Linked DNA regions of Mus musculus: all the other regions are linked to region 5. Evidence: chromatin contacts called from public Hi-C and Micro-C data. All regions are on one chromosome and are shown on one strand. Each heading gives the region's core, a stretch centred on a gene start, on an enhancer-like site or on the middle of the called end of the contact. The rest is flanking DNA. Distances are from core to core; before and after follow the strand shown. Region 1 overlaps Gm36595 (predicted gene, 36595). Region 2 holds the start of Msl3l2 (MSL3 like 2). Region 3 has its middle 55 kb from the start of Gm36595. Region 4 holds the start of Tbc1d32 (TBC1 domain family, member 32). Region 5 has its middle 20 kb from the start of Gm36827.

Evidence for each region. Hi-C and Micro-C count contacts between places; a contact is called where the count stands out from the background.
Region 1: a Hi-C map of cardiomyocytes shows a contact between it and region 5, with 2.1 times the contacts expected there. The contact joins two enhancer-like sites. A contact is called at or near these places in 9 of 484 Hi-C or Micro-C datasets (LSK cells, bone marrow-derived macrophages, cardiomyocytes and 4 more).
Region 2: a contact with region 5 is called in a Hi-C map of muscle stem cells, with 3 times the contacts expected there. The contact joins the promoter of Msl3l2 here to the enhancer-like site in region 5. A contact is called at or near these places in 2 of 39 promoter capture datasets (cranial neural crest and liver), 1 of 484 Hi-C or Micro-C datasets (muscle stem cells) and 2 of 115 datasets of contacts at active chromatin or transcription factors (embryonic stem cells and stem cell-derived neural progenitor cells).
Region 3: a Micro-C map of granulosa cells shows a contact between it and region 5, with 7 times the contacts expected there. The contact joins two enhancer-like sites. A contact is called at or near these places in 1 of 15 datasets of contacts at CTCF or cohesin (pro-B cells), 10 of 484 Hi-C or Micro-C datasets (LSK cells, Th1 cells, bone marrow-derived macrophages and 7 more) and 3 of 115 datasets of contacts at active chromatin or transcription factors (embryonic fibroblasts, fibro-adipogenic progenitors and trophoblast stem cells).
Region 4: a Hi-C map of cardiomyocytes shows a contact between it and region 5, with 1.7 times the contacts expected there. The contact joins the promoter of Tbc1d32 here to the enhancer-like site in region 5. A contact is called at or near these places in 2 of 39 promoter capture datasets (both in liver), 2 of 484 Hi-C or Micro-C datasets (cardiomyocytes and uterus) and 2 of 115 datasets of contacts at active chromatin or transcription factors (embryonic forebrain and fibro-adipogenic progenitors).

The regions. Positions count from the first base shown.
Region 1 is chr10:56,466,286-56,470,338 of GRCm38.p6, reverse strand. The region is part of intron 4 of Gm36595 (predicted gene, 36595); the gene reads right to left. Among named protein-coding and RNA genes, the nearest start is that of Gm36595, 36 kb to the right of the region's middle. Within about 2 kb of position 1,633, at least 107 of the 459 cell types and tissues checked have an H3K27ac peak or open chromatin away from gene starts, as enhancers often do. A contact at or near this core is called in cardiomyocytes, where this site is marked.
Region 2 is chr10:56,105,113-56,109,553 of GRCm38.p6, reverse strand. Msl3l2 (MSL3 like 2) reads right to left here and starts at 2,637. Exons shown (of 2, transcript NM_001163833.1): 1 at 2,525-2,637. The region is part of intron 22 of Tbc1d32 (TBC1 domain family, member 32); the gene reads left to right.
Region 3 is chr10:56,484,727-56,489,021 of GRCm38.p6, reverse strand. No RefSeq gene overlaps it. Among named protein-coding and RNA genes, the nearest start is that of Gm36595, 55 kb to the right of the region's middle. Within about 2 kb of position 2,216, at least 136 of the 459 cell types and tissues checked have an H3K27ac peak or open chromatin away from gene starts, as enhancers often do. A contact at or near this core is called in granulosa cells, where this site is marked.
Region 4 is chr10:56,227,403-56,231,767 of GRCm38.p6, reverse strand. It overlaps Tbc1d32 (TBC1 domain family, member 32), which reads left to right and starts at 3,079. Exons shown (of 33, transcript NM_001033385.3): 1 at 3,079-3,290. The coding sequence starts at 3,136.
Region 5 is chr10:57,000,035-57,003,857 of GRCm38.p6, reverse strand. No RefSeq gene overlaps it. Among named protein-coding and RNA genes, the nearest start is that of Gm36827, 20 kb to the right of the region's middle. Within about 2 kb of position 2,332, at least 29 of the 459 cell types and tissues checked have an H3K27ac peak or open chromatin away from gene starts, as enhancers often do. A contact at or near this core is called in cardiomyocytes and granulosa cells, where this site is marked.

The sequences.
Region 1 (4,053 bases), core at 384-2,883, 530 kb after region 5:
AAAGTTAGTCTGTCCAAGAAGGCTTTTGTCCAGGTGAGACCCCGCTCAGCTTCCAGTCAGCTTGTCTAAATAGAAAGATAAGGAAATGAACCTCTCACAATGACAGATGGCAATTCTTACAAGCAGGAGTATTTCTCATCTGCCTCTGTCATCCCACTTGGAGAAGGCAGCCTCACTCTGGGTGTGAACGTGGAAAGGGAGACTATGACATGACTTGTCTAAACCCCTGTTTCATAAGATGGCACCACACTGGTTTAAACATGCTGGCTTCTAACAGCCTCCAGTTAACTTTGAAAAGTGGCACACGGGAACAAACTCCTCTTGTCTTCCATAGACATCTTTCCTCCGTTTTTATTTGCTTGTTTGTTTGTTTAAAAAGCATTGTTAGGCAGGAAATAGTAATATCTATGGATTCCCTAATGGATATTATTCTCAACAGTCAAGGTAATTGATATTTATATGGTATGTGCTCTGCATTGCTTTGGAAATGCCTTATCTAGTAATTTATTTCACTTCTGTTAATGTATGGATCGAGAAGCTAAGAGGATGTGAAGCTAAAGAGTTGGAATGCAACCAAACTTGTGGGCCTGATCATAACGGCAAAAATTCCAGTCACAGAAATATCTCTGTGGCCAAACTACTGTAAACTGTCTAGTATATTTAAAGGGGGAGGGGACAAAAACAAATAAAAACAAAGATATATAATTTTTGAGGCACAATTTTTCTCTCAATGTGTTTTCTCCCAAGGCTCTTTCATTACCATATTGCAAATTAGTAGCAAAACAGAATGGAAAAAACCCAGATGTTCAAATGATCTCCTCAGAAAGCTGTCTGCCTCTCGGAATAGCCTTCCTAAAACTGGGTATATTTTTTCAGAAATGACGGCTTTCCTTGCGAGGAGGAGAGTGCAGAACGGAAAGCCTGGAATTCCTGAGCAAGGCTCCAAAATGATCGTCTTTCCTTTTACAACTTTGTTTTGATACAACTTTGTTTTGAATTTTCCGGAGCGGTACCGGGAACGTTATGAGCAGCCTATCTCTGTTGTCCGGGTTTTACGCCTTTCCTTCTGTGTTAACCTGAAGCCGGATTTCAGCTAGCCTGTGTGCAGCCCCCGCTGAGCCAAAAATCCTAGACTGGAGATTCCAGGCTTGCTTCCTTCCATGTGGCATCCAGACTGCCAGCATTCTTGCTGATTCACGGGGACAGGCTAGAAGGTTGCAGGATAGTGACCCTGTTGGGACAAGACCCGGACTTTCTTTGTAACCCCCAGCTTTGTCTAAGCTCCACCAGGGCATTTAGACTCTCTCTCATCAGCTTCTTCATCTGCAAACTGAGAATCAGCCTGGTATTAGGCACTTAACTTTGTTTTCTTTGAGGAAGTGCTTTGAACATGAGAGAAGCTGCATTTATTTTGTTTAGCAACCAACCTAAATTACTGGGGTCAGAAACAAGACACACCGTGTATTTTGATGGCACTTCTTGATTTTCCTGCTCTGCCAATCCAACGCTTACACAGACCAGCTCATCCCAGCCTGTTGCTGATCACTATCTCCCGTTTTCTTTACTTTCCGGATTTAAACTCAAAGCCTGTATGATTGAGCCAGCAAGCTAGGCTTTGAGGAATGTGTCATAGTTATGTCTCTAGGCAGACGGTTGGATCACACCCAGGAAAGCTGGCCTGACACTTCCACACATCCGACTTTAGGTCAGTTAAAAAGCTCAAAGTAACCAATATGACAACTGGAGAATTTGCAAAGCAAACTTTCTCAGTTTTAATGAGAAAAGTAAGAATTTGGTTAATTCCTGCACTATATTACCTTTTTACCAAGACCCAAGATAACAATTATATACTTATCAAATAAAGCATAAGCATGTTTGCTTCTTTTTTTAATTACATTTTATTTTTTGGTATATATATTTGAGTATATGTGTGTGAGTCCAGGAGATCATGCATGTCCAAGCTCCTGGAACTGGAGGTATATATGGTTATGAGCTGCTATGTTGTGCTGGGAACCCTAACCTGGTCTATTATAAGAGTAAGAAATACTTTTTACTGCTGAGTTATTTCTCTTGTTCACAAAGCTTAGTCAGCTCTAGTCTTAGTGATCTTTTGAGATCTGTTTGACACCAAATCACAGAAGATTCAAATTACCTATATTTAGTTCAAACTGTTTTGAATATGCTAAATAAAACACATGAAGTTTGTTGCTCATATCTTGTCACATTTTTACCGGGTACATAATATTTCAGCTGAGAATCAGAGCAGAAAATTGATTAAAAAAAATGTACTTGGGCCAGGCCTGGCAGCACAACCTTTAATGTCAGTACTTGGAAAATAGATCTCTGAGTTCAAAGCTACCTTTGTCTATATGCCAAGTTCCAAGCCAACCTCTGTTGCATAGTAAGATCCTGTCTCAAAACAAACAAACAAAAATGTACTTGAAGACATTGTGGTGGTTTATACCTGTGGCTCAGGCTCTCAGATCAACAATTGATAAATGGGTCCTCATGAAACTGCAAAGCTTTTGTAAAGCAAAGGACACTGTCACATAGGACAATTAGGCAACCCTCAGATTGGGGAAGGCTCTTCACCAACCCTACATCTGACAGAGGGCTAATATCCAAAATTTACAAGGAATTCAAGAAGTTATACACTAACAACCCAAATAACCCAGTTAAAAAATGGGGTACAGAACTAAACAGAATTCTCAACAGAGGAATATCCAATGGCTGAGAAGCACTTCCAGAAATGTTCAAAGTCCTTAGTCATCAAGGAAATGCAAATCAAAATAACTATGAGGTTCTATCTTATACCCATCAGAATGGCTAAGATCAAAAACTCAAGTGATAGCACTTGCTGGCAAGGATGTGGAGCAAGGGGAACACTCCTCCATTGTTGATGGGAGTACAAACTTGAACAAACACTCTGGAAAACAATTTGGCAGTTTCTCAGAAAACTGGGACTAATTCTACCTCAAGACCCAGCTATACCTCCTGGGTATATACATAAAAGATACCCCAACATCCCACAAGGACACTTGCTCAACTATGTTCACAGCAGCTTTATTTGTAATAGCCAGAAACTGGGAACAACCTAGATGTCCCTCAACTAAAGTAAAGATAAAGAAAATGTGGTACATCTGCACAATGGAATATTATTCAGCTACTAAAACCCAAGACATCATGAATTTTGCAGGCAAGTGGGTGGAACTTGAGAATATCATCCTGAGTGACGTAACCCAATCCCAAAAGGATGTGTGTGGTATGTACTCACTTTAGCCATAAAATACAGGCCACCCATACTACACTCCACAGACCCAAAGAAGCAAAACAAGAAAGAAGGTCTAAGTGAGAATGCTTGGATCTCACTTAGAAGAGGGAATAAAATAGTCATAAGAGGCAAGTGGATGGAGGGAACTGGGAAGGAGTGGAGATGGAGAGAGGAATGGGGGATTCAGGATCAGGTGTGGAGAAGGACAGGAAAAATGACTAGATGGCCATGAAAATGAATGGCAATCTACAACTGAAGTGAGTAAGGAGGTGTGTGGGGGTAGGGGGGGGATCTCCAAGATGAAACATGGCCTGGGACAAGGGAGGTGCCCAAGAAACAGCAGGGGTGATCTTAGCTGTGTCTTACTACATTGGAGATATGGAACCTGAAGAAGCTACCTCCTGTAGCCAGACAGGAACCCCAGTGGAATGATAGAGACACCAACCCAACCCACAAAACTTTCAACCCAAAATTATCCTGTCTACAAGTAATATGGGCACTGGGGAAGGAGCAAGACTGAGGGAACAACCGACCAGTAACCACAACTCAACTTGAGACCCATCCCATGGGCAAGCACCAATCCCTAACACTATTAATGATACTCTGTTATGTTTGCAGACAGAAAAATGTTGTATTCTGAGAGGCTCCACCCAGCAACTGACTCAGACAAATTACAGACAGCCACAGCCAAACAGTGGATGGAGCTTGGGAACTTTTATGGAAGAATAGGAGGAAGGATTTCAGCCCCAAAGGGGGATAGGAAATCCACAGGAAAACAAACA
Region 2 (4,441 bases), core at 1,388-3,887, 890 kb after region 5:
GTGATTGGGTTATATTTAGGTCTTTAAGTAACTGAATGTATGTTTAACACTGTCTTGATGTTTCCAAGTTGGACTTCTTGTCTCTCATCTCTAGGTATCTGGATGGTTAGAACTTACTTTTCCCCTCTCTCCCTTCCTCCCTCCAGTTTTTACCATGTTCTTGATGGGATCATCCTTGAAGCCTTACATCATTATGTTTATATAAATCTTATTCATTGATGTGTTCAGTAACAGTACAGTATGGCTACATTATTCTTCCCATAACTTGATTTTTTTTCTTCAATACCTGTATGGTTTTGTAGGTGCCTTATTTTGTTTGTATCTTCTAAGGTTTCTTGAGAATATCCCCAAATATAAACCATTCCTTCCCCCATACCATATCACGTTTACTCAGTGCCATGAAGTTCTAGGAGCTGTGCACTGGTTCTAATTTAAATGATGTCATTTTGGAACAATCCCCTAAGGTAGTTATTTTCAGGATCCTTTAGAAAATAGCTAATGTAAATAGGGCACAAAGTAAGCTATTGACTTCAGATATTAGTAATTTGTACAGCTGGAATTTGAATCTGGTCTCTTTGATTCCAGAGACTACAATGCCTAATGCATTCATTGCCGAGGTTCCACATACCATTATCCAGGTTACACACATACACACACACACCCCACACACCACTGTATTAATGACTGTTCTCATTGAATGACATAACAAACACCTAATAGAAGTAAAGGGTTTAGGCTGGCCCAGTTTGAAGGCAGCCTGCCGTGGTGGAGAAGGCATGGCAGCAGGACTGTGGCACAGTGGTAGCTGCTTACATTGCTTCAGCACTCTGGAAGCAAAGTGATGGAGACTCTATTCAGTTCCTGTCTACTTTTTTAGGTAGTGTTGGAATCTAATCTAAGGAACCGCACAGTCTACATTTCAGGTGGGTTTTCCCACCCAAGCCAGTCTCAAAAATCCTTTATAGACCCGTCCAGAAGTTTGTCTCCTATGTGTTTTTGGAACCTGTTGCATTCATAGTCAACTTAACTACCATAGCATAGCTACTGTCCTATTTCCTGGATCCCTCTGTTGCTTTGATGGAGCCATTTTCTAGATAAGAAAGGCCCTAAAGATAAATGCATTAGCACTTTAGTGGGGTGGTAGGGGAGCACTCATACATAACTTTTTGGATTTACAAGAGTATAGGAATACTAAAGATTAGAGACCTCTCAACAAGAAGCTGCATTGAAATCAGTTCAATCCTTGTTAGTTTGTCTTCAGAGTCCCTGAAGCCTCTACCTCAGCCTGGCAGCTGTGGACTTCCACAGTTTGGCAAGCTCACTTTTGAGAAATACTGAGGTAAGGATTCTCAAAACTATAGAGTGATTTCTTTTCCCTCCCATATTTATTTTTTCTAGAATTCCTAAAATCACTTCTTTGCTTAGTTTTTTCAAATGGGGTCTGGAAATAATTTGTATCAAGAGTATTGTCACAAAGATATAGTATCTTTAATAGTAATGTCTAATATTTACAGTAATTCTTGTCAGGCATCACCAAGTACTTTAGCTTTAGTCTTGTAAGCCTGAGAGAACTAAAATCCTCCAATGAAACACTGTCTCACCTACAGTTTAAGTAAGTAGTTTATCAAAAAGTCTTTAACTGTTGTCCCATAGCTGGTGAATTCCAGTTTTTCCCAAGTTCACTTGTAATCTCTTCCTATATGTAAACATGTAGTCTAAATCACAAAATCAGTAAGTACCTTAGATGAGAAAGGAAGTACAGATGGCAAAAAAATCTAATGATTATTATAGAGTTTATACTTTACAGAGACAAGCATGCCTGGTACAATTATCTATCATTATTATTACTACTACTACTATTATTGGTTAAGATTTGTTTGTTTATTTATTTCATTCACACCAGAAGAGAGAATCAAATTATATTACAGATGGTTGTGAGCCACCATGTGGTTGCTGGGAACTGAACTCCGGACCTCTGGAAGAGCAGCCAGTGCTCTTAACCACTGAGCCATCTCTCCAGCCCAGCTGGAAAATTCTCCCGTCTACTGTGAAGTTTGAACTGGTATCTTTAACTTCCCTACATTATATCTACTTTTGTTTCCTATTCAGTCTCAGCTGCTTATAGGCTTCTGTGTCTAAGGCTGTATTTTGTGGGGTTTGAGCCCCCCACTATGCTGCATTAATCTTGTGTTGGTTTTGGGTGCTAGATGGGTGTTCTCAGGACTTGCTAAGGGGGTTCTCTAGACCCTAGCTTACTCTTGGTGGCATAGTTCCCTATAGCCAACAATTCCCTTATTGTTCAGTGCTATGAGATGTGGAAATGTGGCAAAATACCTCTAACATATGCCTCTAGAATACCTCTCCAGACACTTTGTCCCATGAGACGTATTTAGAGAACCACAGTCTATGTCTGCTTAGCCCAGAGAGGGCATTGACAACTAATTATGGGATGGAAATCCAGAATCCAGTGCTGGTCAGTGGGGTCAGGGAAGCTCAAAAGCAGCTGCATCTCTGAAAAGCTTACCTCATCAAGGTGGGGATTCAGGAAAACTGCAACCGAACTGCTCGCTGTGGGAATCCTAGCCAACCGTGCAATCCTTTCTCACCCCGCAGTTTTCGACTGCTTTTGAAGCCCAGGAGGAGAGGGGGTGGGGACCTTGAGAATCTTGCTAGTTTCAGTTTTCACCGGATTTGTCTGGTTTACTTCCCGACTCTCTAGCGCCCCCTCCCTCCAGGAGAAGATGTTTCAACTTGGAGGAAATGGCTACAGCCCAACGGGTGGCACTGCCTCCAGAGACTAGGGCCCTCCCACATCAAACATCAATCAAGAGAATGCTTGACAGGCTTGTCCTTTGGCTAATCCGCTGAAGACATTTTCACAATTAGGGGTTTCCTCCTCCAAAATGGCTATAGTTGATACTGAGTTGACGCTAGCCAACACAGCAGCAGGAAGGACAGTGGTCTTCGTAGGCCCTGCTTCCAGCCTTTAAGACCCGAGCCCCCCCACCCCCACCCACCCACCCACACACTTTTTCCCACAGCTCCAGGCTTCTAGGCGATCTGCAGTTCCTGACAGGCAGACTTACTGCGATGCTCTCTCAGATGATGCGTCTACATCCCAAGACGTATTTGAGCTATAAACACTTCCCAGAACTATAACACGAGTATCCTGCATCTACTGAGTGCAAACCTGTTTCATTTAAATCCTTCGTGGTGATCTATTTTTACGTTGCTTCATCCCGTTTAAAGGCTGGTAATACCGAGTTTACAGAGTACTTCATATGTATCCTCTCTGCTGTCTGCTCCCTCGCTTCTTGAAGACAGCGGGGGCAAGAGAGAACCTGTCAGAAATAGAAGTGAATCTTCAATTATTCGGGCACGTTACACTCAGCTATCAAAGAAAGTGGCACTTTTGTAAAATAAGGTTAAACTGACCCAAAGAACACAGTAAATTTTATGAACATATGAATTATATGTGCAGCGTAATCTCTAGTTTATGTGAAATTTTCTCTAGCTACAGAAGAAAAAAATGACTAAGTCTGGCTTATAGATGGTATTATGTGCTACACCTGCAGTTACTGATCTTTTGACCATGGATATCTAAAAGAGGGGATTTTAAAGTACACTGTCTACTTATTTGCTTTGTCTGGAAAGATAAGCATTTAGGTATTGATTTTTATAGCTTTATGGGCCTTGACTGATGAGTAGAAATAACGGCCAGGGGCTCAGGAAACAATCATCAGGAGATTTATTTTAGAAGATGGTTGAACAGAGCACTTCTCACTCTACTAGGAATCAGTGTATAATCAATGAGCACACAGGGGGATCTGATTAAATGAAATGGGTCACAGAACAGAACAAAAACCGTCATGAATCCAGAAAGGAACTGGTAGGGATACAGAAGGGTTGATAGAGAAGAGAGGGAGATAAGAAGGAATATTGGAGAGCTAGCTAGTAATTGCTTTATATCATATGCCCATACGATATTGTCATATAACAAAGTAAATGAAAAATATAAGGAGAAGACCAATAGAAAAGAGTAAATAAAGAGTTCTCTAAGAATAACCCTAGTTTTCTTGATGTCCTCACCTTATTTATTGGTGAGTTTTATGAAGCTGTTTGAAGTGTACCATGTGCTTTGCTGTATTTTACCTCCATACCTTCATATTTCTTCCTCTTCCCTCTCCTTCTAGTTGCCTTCCTTCATTCAGATTGTCTCATTGTCACATGCACACACAGGAAAGGGGGAGGGGGAAGGGGAATCTAAATAGAATCTAGGAACCACATGTAAGAAAACATTTTATACATTGTTTTTTTTTGGGTCTAGCTCATTTTGCTTAACATGATCTCTAGTTGATTCCATCTTCTTTCAAATGATGTAAATTCTTTGTTATGATGGCTGATTAAACCTCCACATTGTGTACTCATGCCACATGTTTGT
Region 3 (4,295 bases), core at 967-3,466, 510 kb after region 5:
CATTGTTCATATGCACACAGGATCCTATGATAGGTATTTATCACAAAGATAAGTCAGAAATGACATAGACAGTTGATAAAATTATATGCCACCAAATCTACTTACTGTCTTTTAAATGTTCTTCTAGCCCACACAGAATATAGTTTTCATTTCTTTACAACTATTGAAAGTAAGCCAGGTGGTGGCGGTACACGCCTTTAATCCCAGCACTTGGGAGGCAGTGGCAGGCCGATTTCTGAGTTCAAGGCCAGCCTGGTCTACAAAGTGAGTTCCAGGACAGCCAGGGCTATACATAGAAACCCTGTCTCGAAAAACCAAAAAAAAAAAAAAAACCAAGTATTGAAAGTAAAGTCAGCAGCCTACATACAAAATACCTGTTACTTGAATAACACTTTCATTTAAAAAAAAAAAATGTTTGATTCTCCTCTGCCTCAAAGTGAACAGCTAATCACATTTTGTTGTAAACAAAATGGTGAGATAGCTTAGATGGTAAAAGTACTTGCTGAGTAAGACTGGGTACATGAATTCAATAATTAGGATCTATGTAAAGGAGGAAGGATAAAACCAATGTGTAGCGGTTAGAATAAAAGTGGCCCATCTCCATATTTGAATTCATGGTACCCAGTTAGTGGAACTGTTTAGAAAGGGTTAGAAGATGAGCCCTTGCTGGAAGTGTGTTATTTAAGGGCAGATTTGGGGGATTCAGAAAACTCATGCCATTCCTACCTTCAGCCCCCTCTTTCTCTTTTTGCCTTGCACTTGTGGGTAGAGGTATGAGCTCTCAGACATTGCTCTGGCACAATGCCTGCCTTCCTGCCATCATGGTCTCAACCATGAGGTCCATGGACACTAACCCTCTGGAGCCATGAACCTCAAATTAAATTCTAGGCCTGAGCAAAAATGTACCTTATTTTTGAGACAGGGTCTCATGTTTCCCAGGGTAACCTCAAACTCATTACACAGTCAAGAATGTCTTGAACTGCAGATTCTGCCTCTGCCTGTTGAGTGCCAGGATTACAAACATGTCCCACTGTGCCTAGTTTGTGTGGTGCTGCTGATCAAACCGTAGGCCTTATGTGTACTAGACAAGCCTTCTACCAATGGAGCAATATCTTTAGTCCCCCCCACCCCGCCACCCCAAATATCCCCATTTTGAAAGGGAAAGAAGTCTTGGGATTTTATGGAATGGAGTATACAAGATCCATATGTATGGAGAGATGGCTCAGTGGTTAGGAGTTCTTACTGCTCTTGCAGAGGACCTGGGTTGAATTTCCAGTATCCACACAGCAGCTCAATGCTGTCTTTAACTCCACTTTCAGAAGATCTGATATCCTCGCCTAGCTTCCATGAGCAAGTGTGGCAAATATGAGGTACACATGCATATATGCAGTCAAACACACACAAAATAAAAGTCAGTTGTTTGAAAAGAACCGTCCCTGTTCCAAACCTGGCGAATTTCTTCTTCCCTCAGCCCATTGCTTTCCTTTGTTTGTTTGATTGTATTTTAAGAGAGTCTCATACTGTGGCTTAGTCTATTTGTGAACGCACCGTTAAGTCCAGGCTAGCCTCTAACTCAAAGCCTCCTCTGGATTTCAGGTGCTAGGGTTACAGGCATAGGCTACCTACCACACCCAAGAGTTCCTCTGCTAGGTATAGGGCCAAAGTGCTCTGTATATATTCTCTAGAGATCGGCTTGAAGCTCTAACTCCTGCATTGCTGTTAATAACAGTTAAAAGAGGGAATGCAAATGTCTGTTGAATACCTCCTCTATCTTCCAGGGCTCCATCTATTTCTCCTAGGACAGGATCACTGTCAGTTTCTGGATGTTTTCATGTGTGTGAGGGTTGCTTTTGTTATGTTAGCCTGAGGTAGTATTTCCTGTTTGTCTTTATTTGGAAGTTAAGCATCATTAAAAGATGTGAAAGGATGCTAGCCTGACAGAAGGTTAGACAGGAATAATAATGGTAATAATAATAGCTATTGTTATTATTATTATTTGTGTTATATCAGTTTGCCTAAGTAAGAGCTTCGGTTGTTGACCTCCCCACTTCTGTGTCATTCAGAGCTAATGTGAGCCATGAAAATAGTTTTCAAAAGGTTTAGAACACAGAAAAGAAGGTGCAAACATTCCTCAGGAAGTTGGTGCAGGAATGAGGCAGCCCCTCTAGCACTGCCTATCTGCTGACTCACAGTCGGTTGCCGGCAGAGTCAGAGTCGGGTGGGGCTGCAGCTGGGACCTCTTGGTGCTGTGAGTAGTGGAGCTCATGATTCACTTTCTCTGACTTCTGAGCCAAGTGCGGTTTGTTTTTTTTCCTTACCTCCTAGACATACAAGACACTAGTTTCTCTTGCGCAGTGTCCCCAGCCTAAGCGTTAGAGGCCTGGAGGCAGACAGACAGAAGTTCTGTTCCTTCATTGTGGTTTCCAGTCAAGCTTCAAAGACTCTGGGTTTTCCTTGAACCTCCCACTTCATACTCACCCAGCCCTCCTCACTGCCTCCCTTAAAAAATTCAGACTCCAGCACCAGGCAGAAAATCCAGTTCCCACTGTGTTGCTCTTTTGGGGTTGGTTAGTGGGTGCTAGGAATGGAACCTAGGTCCTTGATCTTTTGGGCAACGACTCTAGGGCTGAGCTGGATTACCAGCCAGGCCAGTGGTTGTTTTTGTTGTTTTGAAACAGTCAGTGTATATTCCAGGTTAATGTCAAATTTGCAACCTTCCTGACTTCACCTCCTGATTCCAGGTAAACTAGTTATTTTATAAACTCAAATCCCCACAATAAATCTTTTCTTTTGTATGTCTATGTTTTCCACAAATTCTGTGACTCTCATACTCCAGAATGAGGAAAGTCTGATTGCCAGCACTCCAGCTTTCCGAAATACGTACAGAGAGCCCTTTTAAAGGCTTCAACAAAGGTGGGCCAGGCTTCTTGGCTGGTTGGGTTGGGTAGGGGGTGTGGGAAAATGGAGGCAGGGGCATCAGGATATCTCATTAGTTTCGGCCGGTCTACACCCTGTCACAAAGGGTGCTGTAGCGTGGGCAGACACTGCGTAGCACAACTTTAATCCCAGCAAGCAGGCTGATTTCTGCTACTTAGAGGCCACCTTGCTCCACTTATCAAGTCCAAGGCCAGCCAGGGTTACATGATGAGACTCTGTTTCAAAAAACAAAAAGAAATAGAAAGAAATCAGGGGCAAACAAGACAAGGTCCTGGCCTTCAAATGTCTGACAAATTAATGAAAGTCTCACTGTTCTCAAGGATTCTTGACTTAAATTATATCATCTTGCCAATTGTCAATATGTTCTTGTAGTAATTTGAATATACAGCTCTTAGCTGAAGAAGTGTTGTTTGGACAGCAGGTAACCCCCCTACACACACACACATACACACACACACACACACACACACACACACACACACACACATACACACACACACATACACACACACACACACACACACACACACCCCTTTATACCTAACTCAGCAACCAGTATGTATCTTAAAACCTTCTAAAATATAAACATCACCTGAGGTTAACTTGTCATTATATGTTTTGTTCTTTAAAGATGTTTCAGAAAAACAACATCAACTCGTTTTAGGAAATGAGTCATTAGATTTCCAAGAACTGACAGGTACCATACAGGATATACCTCTGAGCCTGTATCAGAAAGGGAAAACTTGAGAGGTGTCAACGACGCAGCTGAAAATTCAACTGTAAGCTAAGTTTGGGCAAGGCAGATGGCTTGGCGTGACCAGGACAATGGTTCCACAGCATGGCAAGTGCTTCCCCATAGAAACAGATCCCAACATCTGGAGTGTTGGCAGAGATTGCCATGTGTGTTTGGACAACACTCACCAGACATACATGCCATGATGGTTATATCACTCCCCCAAACCCACATCAATGTTCATCTGTCTTGTATGATAGTTTCGCACCCTGTCTGGGTAATTGTCATTTTTAACACCTACGAGAAAAATCCCAGGCCTTCTCTGTACAATTCATATACCCCTGCCTAACTTGAATTTAATTAACGCTTGGAATTCATCCACTTCAATACAGTTTCGGTCTTTGCCAGCAAATTAAAACCGATCAACATACCTATTCAAAATTTCCACCCAGACAGAGAAGAAGTTTATAGGCTACAGATTACTAGGAATTACCATAAAAGTGACAAGCATCACACAGTTTTGTTCTTCAGTATAGAAACAAAATCAATATTTACCCCCTACACTTTTATTTTTCTTCTCTCTATATATATGTTCCTCGCGGGAAGTTGTATATTTTGATTTCTG
Region 4 (4,365 bases), core at 1,830-4,329, 770 kb after region 5:
TATCCTTTTGTTTTAGGATAAAATGTTCTATAGATATCTGTTAAATCCATTTGTTTTATAACTTCTGTTAGTTTCAATTTGTCTCTGTTAAGTTTCTGTTTGTAGGACCTGTCCATTGATGAGAGTGGGTTGTTGAAGTCTCCCAGTAATATTCTGTGAGGTGCAATGTGTTCTTTGAGATTTACTAAAGTTTCTTTAATAAATGTGGCTGCCCTTGTATTTGGAGCATAGATATTCAGAATTGAGAGTTCATCTTGGTAGATTTTACCTTTGATTAGTATGAAGTGCCCCTCTTTGTCTTTTTTGATAGCTTTGGGTTGGAAGTCAATTTTATTTGATATTAGAATGGCTATTCCAGCTTGTTTCTTCGGACTGTTTGCTTGGAAAATTGTTTTCCAGTCTTTTATCCTGAGGTAGTGTCTGTCTTTTTCCTTGAGGAGGGTTTCCTGTAAGCAGCAAAATGTTTGGTTCTGTTTATGTAGCCAGTCTGTTTAGTCTATGTCTTTTATTTGGGAATTGAGTCCATTGATATTAAGAGATATTAAGGAAAAGTAACTGTTGCTTTCTGTTATTTTTGTTGTTAGAGTTGGGATTCTGTTCTTGTGTATGTCTTCTTTTAGGTTTGTTGAAGGATTACGTTCTCTTTCTAGGGAGTAGTTTCTCTCCTTGCGCTGGTATTTTCCCTTTATTATCCTTTGAAGGGCTGGGTTTGTGGAAAGATATTGTGTGAATTTGGTTTTGTCATGGAATACTTTGGTTTCTCCATCTATGGTAATTGAAAGTTTTGTTGGGTATAGTAGCCTGGGCTCTCATTTTTGTTCTTTTAGGGTCTGTATCACATCTGTCCAGGATCTTTTGGCTTTCATAGTCTCTGGTGAGAAGTCTGCTGTAATTCTAATATTTCTGCCTTTATATGTTACTTGACCCTTTTCCCTTACTGTTTTTTAATATTCTATCTTTATTTAGTTCATTTGTTGTTCTGATTATTATGTGTCAGGAGGAATTTCTTTTCTGGTCTAGTCTATTTAGAGTTCTGTAGGTTTCTTGTATGTTCATGGGAAACTCTTTCGGTTAAGGAAGTTTCTTTTTTATAATTTTGTTGAAGATATATACTGGCCCTTTAAGTTGATATATTCACAACTGGTTAATGTAGAGTCCTTGGTCTTAAATAGGACTTCTCTATGGTTTCCTGCTCAATGGCTCAGGGAATAACTTAGAAAATGGTGGCATAACAGCTGGAAGTTGGAGATTTCTTCAAGGCAGTGTCTTCTGGACACAGGATACTCACTGTTCTCAGGAGCTCACTGAAGCTGTTATTTGCATACAATCTGCTCAATATTTGACTTGTCTGATTTTGTCCTGCATGGGGCAGTTCATTAGGACCTATCCTTTACTGAGGGTTTATGAGTTGTAAATGGATGCTGAAGGGGGTGGTGTAATGGCTTCAATGGTGAAGCCATTAATACATTACCTATATTTCAGCAAACAATTCCTCTCCAAAGATCCTAATGCAAGCAACTGTGTGGATCAATAGGAAATTAAAAGACACCAAAACAGGAGGAAGTTTGCTGGCAGAAGGGTTTCTCCTTACCAAAGTATGACAAAGGGTATAGATAAGAAAAGGGAGATGCAACTCAGTATACACATGTATGAAATTGTCAAATATTAATTAAAAATACAAATTTTAATTTTATACTGAAAAGCAAACAATGACCTTATATTCTGAATAAATATATGGTGCAATTTCTGGAGAGAAATATTTGTTTTCCTAGAAAATTACTGAATCTGGCTAAACTGAGAAGTATATCTGATGAGGATAGAATATACAGCTGGATTTGGGAAGTTTATTGACGTCAAACCATTCATCAGTTGTTTGGCATCAGTAACTATTGGCATCTGAATATTGTGCATTTGTAAGCTCCCATACTATATATGTTGTTTCTTTTTAAACTTCTTACTGATTTATAAAAAAAAATCTTATGTTTCCACAAGTAACACCACCTTTTTTTTCTTTTAAAGAAATGCATTTTTGGATTTGTTTTTGAATTTCATATTTGTACAATGTATTAGATCATACTCACATGTACTCTTCCACTTCCACACTCCCTTCTTTTTAAAACGTTGATCTTAAAAATTATTTTATGTGTATAGTGTTTGCATGCCCGTATGTCTGTGAACCACAGATGAGTAGTGCCACAGAGGTCAGAAGAGGGCATCAGATCTCATGGAACTGGACTTACAGAAGGTTGTGAGTCACCATGTTGGTGCTGGAAATTGAACCTGGGTCCTCAGAAAAAGCAGCCAGTGCTCTTAACTACCAATCCAAACTCCCTAAACAAAACACAGAACTGACTTTTGCTGCCTATATCCTTTTGGATGTTGGGCCATCCTCTGGAGCATGGCCACATCCTTAGAGACCAATGACTCTTTAGATCCCAGAAGGCAGTTATCCATAGCTCTTTTTGCTAGGGATGAGTGTTCAAGGGCTACTTCCAGTCTGTCATGTGGCATTTCCTTAGTAAAATACATAACTACCCTGTAATGAATTGTTAAGTTTCTTTTCTGTTACAGCGTGCTATCCTCATTGGCAGGCAACAGTTGTTACGGTTGCTGTATGAACCTGGTTTTTCCACATTTCAATACCACCCAATCCCCAGTTGATATTTCAGTTTGGCTTCCTTTGCCCTGCTTTTACTAAAGGCCTCTTCTCTTTCGTCCCCTTCCTACTTCCTGCAGATCAAGGTCAGGATCAGTTCCACTCTCCTCCGGGATTAACCCCTCCCCTGGGCGCGTCAGCGAGCTGACGTCAGGCGCAGCCGAGGCGTTTCCCGTTAGGCCCTCCCAGCAGATCCTGAGGTGTTTGTTGTTCCGGTCGGGGGAGGCTTGAGCTCTGCCGGTACCAAGGAACGTCAATCATCCAACGTTAGCCTCAGCAAGTTCTCGGTGGTCTCTAAACCTACAGCCCAGTCTTCCAGCACATCGCCACTCAACCGCGGCCCCGCCCTTGGACTCGCGCTGTGGTTTCCTAGGGAACGACGCTGAGCGTCGGCGGCGATTGGGCTGGGTCGCGCGTGCGCAGTGCGCTTTGTTGGTGGCGACCCCGCGGTGGTTGCGGAGATTTGACTGCTGCAAGGCATGGCCCATTTCTCCAGCGAGGATGAGGTGATGCTGCAGGCGATGCTCCGGCAGCTGTTCCAGAGCGTGAAGGAGAAAATCACCGGAGCTCCCTCCTTGGAGTGCGCAGAGGAGATCCTCTTGCGGCTGGAGGAGACTGACGAAAATTTTCACAAGTAAAATCGAGTTTATAAGTTTTTAAGCAAACAAACCATTGGTCCAGGAAAGCTGAAAATGATTTGGATAGAGATTTATTTGGTATTTTTTTGCTAAAATAGCTGATTGTTGCTTCAGTTTTTTTTCTCTCAATTGTCCCTGTGCTGAATTTATCCTCTTTTTCCAAAGTGATTTTTGTAGAGCCTCATCTGCCTCTGTGTTCTCTTCTGTCACAGCAGCTTAAGAACATCAATTGTAAATTATTCTGTTCTTTAAAGAACAATCTTAACATTTAAGGGAATTCCTTTCACATTATCTAAAAGTAGTGACCCCCACCTCCTACCCCTCCCCGCCCCCAGGTCCTTATTTGTGGTTTTGTTGGTCTGTTACTTTCACTGCCTGTTGTAAGAAGCCACTCAACACTGGAAGGGCCTCCCACACTGAGGCAGGTCTGGGTGCCTGTGTAGGGGTAGGGCGCCTATACAAATGTCCTAGACCTACTGAAAGGGAGCAGGTTGTCCAGCTTTGAGGAGCATGGAGAGAGGAAGTGTTCGGTGCAAACTGAAGGACCTTTTTATAATCAAACTGCTCCTTAAACTTAAAGATCCTTAGGGCTCAACGCGTTTCTTTGGAGTTTGTTCATGTAGTGAATTAGGCCTCTCAGCTTCAAGGTCTTCCTCCAGGCGCACGCACGATTAGTTGTAGCCTTTTACAATCCAGTGTTTGTCTCTCACAGATACTTTTCCTGTGATGTTGCTTTTGACTTGGTCATTCAGGTGCTGGGAATGGAACCCAAGCCTCATGCCTGATAGGAGGCAGTTTCTGTTGCTTTTTATTGACTTTTGGATATCTCGAAGTTCAGTTTCTAGAAATGGGCATTAAGGGACCCTTCAGTCCTTTAATGTTCTCTGTAAAAGGTTATGTTTTACTTGCCGTTTTATGGTGGTGTTCTTTATAATTTGCTCAGATTCTCAAGGGAATTTAAAAAGATGTGCAAAGAGTCACTGTAGGGTTTCTAATTTAATAAGTCAGGATTTTTGAGACCTGCATGCTATGTTGCCCGGCAAGCCCAGGATAACCTGGAAATGACTATTG
Region 5 (3,823 bases), core at 1,083-3,582:
AGAGAGAAAGAAAGCAGAAAGAGGGGGAAACATGTTCATACTGTATTATCTCTGGATTCTTTTGTCATTTTCAAATGAGCCTAATCTTAATGACTGTAAGACTTCTGACAATGTTCTTTAAAACAACATAAGCCGACCATGGTGGCACACACCTTTAATCCCAGCACTCGGGAGGCAGAGGCAGGTAGATTTCTGAGTTCGAGGCCAGCCTGGTCTACAAAGTGAGTTCCAGGACAGCCAGGGCTATACAGAGAAACCCTGTCTCGAAAAACCAAAAAATAAAAAAATAAAAAATAACAACAACAACAAAAATCCACAACATAAAACAAAACAAAACACCTGTAATAGCATGGATTCCAAATTGAGCACAAAAATCCATTCTGAGCTTGGAAAACGAATTAGAATCATGATTCCAATTCTTCTTCTGATCAAATGTTAAAATGAGAAGAGATCACCAAATAAGAGAGTAGGCAGATGCTGAGTCTGAATTATTTTGAAATCCTAAACAAACCCCACTACAGAGGCCCAGAGCCAGGTTCCATGTGCTATTCCACATGCTCTGTGGGTCTGTGACTTGCTCCAGCAGCTGTTGTCAGCATTTCTCAGGTCTGTCCTGAGCTATCACCAAGAGGCATCTCTGTGAAGACTTGCCTTCTGCCTCCACCATATGTCCTTGTCTAATCCCAGAGTAAGTTTCAGTGTTACTAACAACCCTCAGGACAGTGTCCTGTGAAGAAAGCGCACCCCTCCAGTGCTTGCGTTGCTATGGTCATTGACATCATTAGTTCTGTAGATTCCTGGCTCTTTGGAAGCCTTTGGTTTGAGAAATGGAAGGAGGTGGTTGTATGCAGACTGAGATCGTGTGCATTTGAATGGTCGCATTGCTGTCAAACTTGCCTTCTGTGCTGCTGTTTTCTTCTTCTCCTCCTTTTCCTTCTTCTCCTCCTCCTCCTCTTTCTCCCCCTCCTCTTCTTCCTCCCCCCTCCTCCCTTTTCCTCCTCCTCCTTCTTTTTCTTCTTCTTCTCCTTCTTTTTCTTCTGTGTTTCAAAGATTGGTAATATTGTACATCTTGAGTATTATTCTCAGAAACCCTCCCGAATATGATTCATCTGGCTGATAGATTACTTTCATTTCCTAATTTGATATATATTATATAATTTGAGAATGTGCCTCATACAGTTTCAAGAGCTTCAATGCAACAACGGAAACAAACATCTGGACCCATTTTATCAACTTGCTCATTCCTATCTTAAATGAGAAAATAGTATATTTTTAATTGAAAATATATTTTTTCATAAAATATATTCTATTATAGTTCCTCCTCTCTCAGCTCCTCCCAGATCCTCCCTATCTCCCTATACACAAAATCAACATCCTTTCTTGCTCTCTCTCTCTCTCTCTCTCTCTCTCTCTCTCTCTCTCTCTCTCTTAAAGGAGAAGGTAGCATATTCTTTTACAAATATTCCATCCCACAGATATTGGTTACATCCATTTATAGAATCAGAAGCTTATAGGAAAACAGCATGAATGCCACAACCATGGAACTGTTCAGTGTAATATCTGCATGCAGCCTATAACAACAATAACAGTAACAACACTCTCCTGATTTGGGTGCAAATAGAAACCAAATGGGGCTTAATTCTCATTAATCAAAGTATAGGGAGATTTTCACTGCATTATCCATCCTTACTTCAGCCTAACTCTCATAAATTTGTAAGTGACTGATTATTGACACCATACAACTTGCAACACAATAGATGGAATTATTGATAATGCCTATGTAGGAACACATGGGACTGACCTAAATATTTCCAAGCTTTATAGTATTAAAGGGGGAGAAATAAAATAGCCTTGGCTCATTTTCCTTTCATTCTCCGACTTGACAGTCCACGTGAGCATTTTCCTTCTCCCCAGACTGTCCGTCATTGGGCAGTGTGCTTTGCTCTACGGACCTCACACCTTTTCATCCCTCATCCCCATCTAGCTTTTACTCCGAGGCTCTAGAACTCTGAAGACTTGTTTACACTTCTAAAGTGTGACATTTCCTTCCATTCAGGGGAATTCAGTTCAAAGTGGTACTCTCTACAAAAAACCACAGAGTCGAAATTACGATCAAATGATCCGTTTTCTTGGACCTCAATCTCTTCTTGTACTAAAAAGAAAAAAAAAAAGTCTTGACAATCAAAACAGACGGCACCTGTCCTGCTTGTAGCTTCGAATAAGCACGTGTAAAATGTGACTTCCGTAGACTGTGACAAATGGCCTATCACAGATCAAATTACTGTCCTAGAATATTTACCGCTTCAGTAGCATGAGTTGGTCAGTAGATGGCACTGTTTGTTACATTAAAAAAGAATCGCTGCCGCCTGAGACATCACCTGATCAGGATAAGGAAGGGTAGGAGGGGAGGCGACCCTGCTCTCACAACAGAAACTGCGTTGATTTCTTAGAGGTTAAAGTGACCTTGAAAAGGATCCCAGCACATCTCTCTGGTTTTTCAAAAGGAAAGTTCTATTTTGGATATTCTCAGAGGGGTGGATATTTTTAACGCACTTCATTTACCCCTTTCAAACGGGAGCTACTCAAAAAATTCTGTATCCGAATCACATCTTTTTTCAGTGTTCTTGTCTTCAGTCCTGAGGTGAATATAGAACACTTCTTTACGGTTTCTTCCTGAAAACTCTGCCGAGGTCTTGAGGGAGGTTCACTAGTATCCGACATAAGCCTTTTGTGCTTCCTTGGTCCCTCTAGTCTGTTTCTCAGACTGTACATCAAATCTGCTCCCTCTTGAATTCTAATATGCCATTCAGTCAGGCCCACTATACAGCATAGTATCTGGATGTATACCTTATTATTAGATAATAAAGATATGTGAATGTTGACAGGACACAGAAGATATTCAGGGTATTTTTATTGGCCCCAAAGATTTCCAATCTTTAGAGAAATTGATCTATCAAAATGAACGGAAATAACGTAACTACAGAGTACAAAATATTGACTTCAACCATTTTAAACCAACTGTCTCTTTTCATCTGATTCTTATTTTTCTATGTTTTCTTTTTCTTTTAATATTTTTATTAGGTATTTTCCTCATTTACATTTCCAATGCTATCCCAAAAGCCCCCCCCCACTCCCCTACCCACCCACTCCCCCTTTTTGGCCCTGGCGTTCCCCTGTACTGGGGCATATAAAGTTTGCATGTCCAATGGGCCTCTCTTTCCAGTGATGGCCGACTAGGCCATCTTTTGATACATATGCAGCTAGAGTCAAGAGCTCCAGGATACTGGTTAGTTCATATTGTTGTTCCACGTATAGGGTTGCAGATCCCTTTAGCTCCTTGGGTACTTTCTCTAGCTCCTCCATTGGGGGCCCTGTGATCCATCCAATAGCTGACTGTGAGCATCCACTTCTGTGTTTTCTATGTTTTCAATGTAAGAATTTAAAGTATTTTCAAGTAAACATTCAAACTAATTTGATATATATATATATATATATATATATATATGTAAATATATATACTGGATCATAAGATATCATCCATTTTTTTAAGCGCTGGTGTTTTCTCTGCTACATTTTAAATCTCACAGAAGCATGTAACTTTTTATATGGCATCGACCACAAGAGTTTCACAGTACATACTTGATAATGCTATACAATGGATGCTTACTAAGCATTAGTTGAATGATTTAACAAATTGTTCCATTTAAGCTAACTATCATCCAGAGCATTGCCAGCTACTTTCAAGATATAGTTTTATTAACTGTCACATCACCATTAAGTTCCTGTATTAAGTCTTTACTACACTGTGCCAAGTCTATAATTT